2 separate regions of the Rattus norvegicus genome follow, and region 2 is linked to region 1. The links are chromatin contacts, called in public Hi-C maps. All regions are on one chromosome and are shown on one strand. The core of a region is the stretch at or near the end of the contact, and the rest is flanking DNA. Distances in the headings are between cores, read along the strand shown. Region 1 has its middle 270 kb from the start of Agtpbp1. Region 2 holds the start of Ntrk2 (neurotrophic receptor tyrosine kinase 2).

Evidence for each region. Hi-C and Micro-C count contacts between places; a contact is called where the count stands out from the background.
Region 2: a contact with region 1 is called in a Hi-C map of Schwann cells, with 5 times the contacts expected there. The contact joins the promoter of Ntrk2 here to the enhancer-like site in region 1. A contact is called at or near these places in 2 of 12 Hi-C or Micro-C datasets (the A7r5 cell line and Schwann cells) and 1 of 1 datasets of contacts at active chromatin or transcription factors (oligodendrocytes).

The regions. Positions count from the first base shown.
Region 1 is chr17:5,406,749-5,409,598 of GRCr8, reverse strand. No RefSeq gene overlaps it. Among named protein-coding and RNA genes, the nearest start is that of Agtpbp1, 270 kb to the right of the region's middle. Within about 2 kb of position 1,433, at least 1 of the 93 cell types and tissues checked has an H3K27ac peak or open chromatin away from gene starts, as enhancers often do. A contact at or near this core is called in Schwann cells, where this site is marked.
Region 2 is chr17:5,873,208-5,876,246 of GRCr8, reverse strand. It overlaps Ntrk2 (neurotrophic receptor tyrosine kinase 2), which reads left to right and starts at 1,619. Exons shown (of 18, transcript NM_012731.3): 1 at 1,619-1,940; 2 at 2,314-2,869. The coding sequence starts at 2,658.

The DNA of each region.
Region 1 (2,850 bases), core at 184-2,683:
AAATGCACTGTACAATCAACAATACCACTCAAGACACCTGCAGACACTAGTCACCCCACAGAAATCTATTGTAAGGTGTGAATTTAAATCAAAACAAAGCACACTAAATGTTCATCGGAATCGCTGAAACAGACTCAAACTGAGCGTGTGAGATGCCGGCCCCGATTCGAAGCAGCAGGACTGAGAGTATATGGCTCTGGAGATCTAAATTTACACAGTGACATTGAAAAGCCACTAAGTGGCATCTAGGGAGGCTGAACGTGTTGCTCCTCCATGAGCCCCTAGTTCCAACCTCCGTGCACACACCATAGAAACGCACACATGTGTGCAGTCCCAAATCGCCTGTACAAGTGCTCTCGATGGCACCGTTATCAGCAGACAAAACCTGGCAACGACCATTTGGTCTGGCACCAACATAACGAACAAAAAACTTAGCCCGCATTGGTAAATCGGAATATTATAAAACAGAGAACGACCACCCAGATGTACATAGATAAATGGGAAGAATAAAATGACGGCTCATATTAGATGATGGTAACGACAGGATATACTCTATAACATAGACAAGCTATACCCATAACTCCTCTATCATGACATTGGTGTAAAGCCTTATTTAAATTTAGTTCTATTTTTTTACTTTTTCACTTCACATCCCGCTCACTGCCCGGCTCCGGATCACCCCTCCCACAATCCCTCTCCATCCCCCTCCCCCTTCCCCTTCTCCTCTAAGCCCTTGGGTATCCCCCATTGCTGGCACTTAAGTCTCTGTGAGGCTAGTCCCCAACAACTAGAAGGGCAGGGCTAGCCCAAATGCTGTTGCCTGTATGTGGGACATGTTCTAGCTGGGCTGCCTTGTCAGGCCTCAGTGGAAGAGGAAGCTCCTAGTCTCCTAGAGACTTGGGTAAAGTTTTTAAAGGGCAAAAGAAATCTATGGTAATAGAAGTCAGAGAAGGGATCAGGTTTAGAAGGCACAGTTCTGAGCTGTAACGAAGCCTCCCCGCAGGAGGAGAGAACCACACGGCCTCGTTTGCATGGTGCTTAACTGTATACTCATCTGTAGTTTTATGAATTCCCACCGTCTTTCAATAACAACTTTCTGATTTAACAATAAGGCTAGCCATTCCTGGGCCTGGAGAGACGGCTCAGCAGTTAGAAGCACCTGCTGTTCTTGAAGACAACCAGAATTCTGTCCCCAGCACGCACACGGGACAGCTCACAACCTCTTGTAACTTAAGCTCCAGGGGATCCAACGTGTTCTTCTAGCCTCTGTGGGCACACGCACACACACACACACACACAGGCACATGCATACACACACTCACACATAATTCTCTTAAGAAACTCCACAAAGTCTGGCCAGTCTGGCCTCATGGGTAGCAAAGGAAAAGCTACTCAGAGACAAGGAGATGACGCATGTGCTCCACACTGAAAGCAGAAGGGCCCTCTGGTCACGTGAGAAGCAACATTCCATTTAGTGTTTCTCGGTCCTTGCTAGCGCCTAGCCCCACCAAATATTTTATCCAGATGAACAGGATTTTTGTTCACAGGGACCCTGACCCCACCCAGAACACTGACTCGGAGCCGCAGAGGGCAATCGAACCACTGCAGTGTGATTTAGTTTTAGCATTGATGGAACAGGCCGGATGTGAAACCCAAGCTCCCACCTTGTCTCTTGGAGAATATCTAGTGCCATAGACTTGATGCGGGGACCCGAGGTTCAGCTTGGAGCTGGAGCAGCAGAGTAAAGGGCGAGAGTGGCAGGTAGGGATGCAGAAAAGTGGGGAGGTGGGGAGGCAGGCAGAGAAGCAGAGAGATGGAGCAGGGTCAGAAAGGAATACCTGGGGCTTTCTCCTCACACCCCACTCAAAACTGGTCTGTCTGGCTCTTATCTATTGTCTGGCTTTTTTCCCCCTAAGGCCTTGGGAATCAGTCAGTAAGTAGGATTGGATTCTGACTTCTTAGGGCCCAGATTTCAGAGGGCAGTGTGAGCAACAGTGAGCCTGACTTGAATGAACTGAATACAGAAAATGCTAACACCATCCTGGTTTGTAGACTGGCACGCAGTAGGCCGGCACACAGTAGGGCAGCACAAGTTAAACCCACAGGGCTTGGTGCTGATGGGGAAGAGAAGTCCACCCACCAGAAGCCACCACACAGAAGCATGAACAAAAAGATCAAACTATGGAAGTAAGCATCCCCCTATTATTCTAACCCTGATCCTGCCACAAACAATTTGACCAGAATTACCTATACCAGTTTCTGTTAGCCTTGGAAGGTTCTCCCTGATAGAAAATAGTTTCATGATCCTAGGGCTAAGACCAATGGCTAAATTGGAGTGATAAGGTCATAAGTTCAAGGCCAAGGCCACAGATTGAGTATCCAAAGATTCCCTTTGCTCCTTCTTGAGTGCCACCCCGTTCTACCTCCTCCCCATGAGCCTCATGGTGTATAGCATTAGCAAGAAATCACAGCCATTTCAGTGGCAAAATTTGCCCTACCAGTAGAGTCCTAGAGTAGAAACCTATGAACCAATTTTGGCATCTACTAGCTTTATAATGATAGGCATCTGCGCTCGAGAGATGCTCAGAGGGTAAGACCACTGACTGCTCTGACAGAGGACCCAAGTTACATTCCTAGCACCCACGCGGCAGCTCACAATTGCCTGTAACTTCTGTGTCAAGAAATCTGACACCCTCTTCTGCCCTCCTTGGGCACCAGACACACATGTGGCACACAGACACACATATAGGCATGACACTTGTCTTAGTCACTGTTCTACTGCTGTGAAGAGGCACCGTGACCAAGGGGACTCTTATAAAGGAAACCATTTAACTGGGGTCCAGCTTACAG
Region 2 (3,039 bases), core at 370-2,869, 470 kb before region 1:
GGTGTTTGAGTGTGTGAGGGTTATATTTCTGTCCTCCGTGGGTGGCATGTGTATGAAAACCCTGCTAGGTGGATTTTATTTCGTAGTGATGTTTAAGGCTGTGTAGAGACCCAAACATTTACCGACACCATCCTTCTCATTTCTGGCCTTTGCGGGCAGGTGGGTGACAGTTTTTATGTCTTAAATTGGACTCCAGTGCATAGTCTTGTGGTGCGTGGAGGACTTCCGTGGCAAGAAGACTGTTGGGATCTGGTGAGAGGCACACTGCCTGGGCAGCATCGTGCAAACAGCGCGGTGGTTGCGCATCTGGGGCTGCAGTGCGCTGGTAGCGCAGTTCCAGACGCGATGGTAGTGGCCCCATGTACTGGAGCACGTTGGGTTTCTTCTCCCCGCGCGGGGGCACCAGAGCCCTCGGAAGAGTCAGGCACTGCGGCGCATCTACCAGATTCCCTTTTAAATGACTGCGGATATGCGGGCGGTCGGAGCCACAAATGGTGAGAGGAGGTTCGGACCACGCTCGCCAATGGCCTGCAGCGATCATTTAACTGTACCCGCACAGCAGTTAAGGTTTGTCACTCGACGCTCGGGAATCATCTCACGTGTCCCCACTGAGACTCTAGGGCGCTGCCAGAGCCCAGCCTCTCCGTAGCTGGAAGCACGTCCTGCCTCGGGCAGCGCGGGTGCAGGGTACACGTTGGCGCACATGCGCGCGCGCACACGAGCACGGGCAAGGTACGACAGGGCAGGGGACAGGGGCTTGGGTGCTCCGCGTGCGGGTGGATGTCGTGGGGAGTGAAGCTGTGATCCTCAAATGGCTGCATCCTGCCAGGTTAAGGAATGAGAGAAGATGATGCAGAACCATCCATTCCGCAGGCCAGGGTCAGTGCAAAGCATTTAGGGAACCCACAGCGCGGCCGGCGCACTCCCTCCCCACGCAGGGCTCTCCCTATGGCGCAAACGGCAGGAGAAAGACCCATTAGAGCTACACTTGGGTTCCTCTTGGCAGAAACCCCATCACGAGAGCTTTGGAACCATCCACCCTAAATTGGTAGTCCGGAACCGGGCAATGGTCCTTGGCTAACGCACAGCGTTATATGTTTATTTTTGTAAGGGCTGTCGCTTGTCTTCCCTATATTTTGGGAATAGCTTGCTTTGCCCTATGAGCATGGTAGAAAAGGAGAACGCGGCCGGGAGGGAGAGGGATAGGGAAAGGGAAAGGAAAAGGAAAAGGAAAAGGGACGATTCCTACAATAAGAATCGGAGCATTTTTTTCAGAGCCTAACCAAATAGGGCTTCTATTTCAAAAAGGGGTGCTAGCCTGTACTGAGGTGTGGAAGAGATGTAAGAATTAGAGACCAAGGAAGCATCCAGCAGCGCAACGCTGCATTTCAGAGGTACCGGGGTCTAAAGGGGCACACACGCGCGCGCGCGCGCGCTCACATGCACACCCGCACAGCTACCCCGCCAAGGTGTGTGCGTGCGCGCGAGTGTGAACTCCCACATGCTGCTGTCTGCGCCTGGCCGCTGGCACCAAGCCTCCTCCTCCCCGCTCGCCCCCAGATTCCCTCCCCTCCGCCTTGCTTTTGTCTGGAGGGTGCTATGCTATGCCTGTGTGCGAGTGCGTGTGCGTGCGTGCGTGTGTGTGTGTGTGTGTGTGTGTGTGTGTGTGTGTGTGTGTGTGTGTGAGCGTGTGTGTTTTTGGATTTCATACTAATTTTCTGGAGTTTCTGCCCCTGCTCTGCGTCAGCCCTCACGTCACTTCGCCAGCAGTAGCAGAGGCGGCGGCGGCCGCCGGTTAGAGCCCAGTCGCTGCTTCAGCTGCTGTTGCTGCTTCTGCGGCGCTCTGCTCCCTGCGCTGGCTACGGGAGGCCGGGGGAGCCGCGCCGACAGTCCTCTGTGGCCAGGGCCGGCACTGTCCTGCTACCGCAGTTGCTCCCCAGGTGGGATGTGCCGCGCCACCTGCCCACCTCCCCTTTCCCCCCCGCGCCCAGCGGCCGGGGAGGATTCTGCAGCATCATTGGGGCCCCATCGCTGCCGCAGCCTCTTTAGAGGGTCCTCGGCTTGGCCTGTGCCATGGAATCTGCTCTCATAGACCTGTTCCCGACTTCTCACGCCTCGGCCTCAGGCTTGAAGGGAGAGCGGGCACACTGGGGGGCCACTGAGGGGCAAGTTGATTGCCGGGCGGGAGCTGGGTATTCAGACCTTCATTCTCCAGGCTGGGGTTCAGGGTGAGGAGAGCGCGGGAGGGACTGTGTCCCATTTGGTGGTGTGTAGGGTCTACGCTTAGTCTCATCCATGTCTGTTTGTCCTCAGCCCTGAGGTGCGCACCGATATCGATATCCGTGCCGGTTTAGCGGTTCTGCGACCCAAAGAGTCCAGGGAGAGCCACCGAGTGGCGCCTGGCGTATAGGACCATGCAGCCGCCTTGTGGCTTGGAGCAGCGGCCCGTGATGTTCCAGCCACTGTGAACCATTTGGTCAGCGCCAACCTGCTCAGCCCCAGCACCGACAGGCTCAGCCTCTGGTACGCTCCTCTCGGCGGGAGGCCATCAGCACCAAGCAGCAAGAGGGCTCAGGGAAGGCCTCCCCCCTCCGGCGGGGGACGCCTGGCTCAGCGTAGGGACACGCACTCTGACTGACTGGCACTGGCAGCTCGGGATGTCGCCCTGGCCGAGGTGGCATGGACCCGCCATGGCGCGGCTCTGGGGCTTATGCTTGCTGGTCTTGGGCTTCTGGAGGGCTTCTCTTGCCTGCCCCATGTCCTGCAAATGCAGCACCACTAGGATTTGGTGTACCGAGCCTTCTCCTGGCATCGTGGCATTTCCGAGGTTGGAACCTAACAGCATTGACCCAGAGAACATCACCGAAATGTGAGTTCCTTGTACTTTTTCTCCTGTCCCCACCTCAGGGCTCAGGCAGGTATATGTTGGGACAGATGCTGTCCCAAACATAGCAAGAAGTCAGAGACCAGAGAGATGGAGTATCTGTCACTTCCCTGTCTGTTTCACTGGCTTAGGGTTGGCAGTTGGTGAAGAGTGGG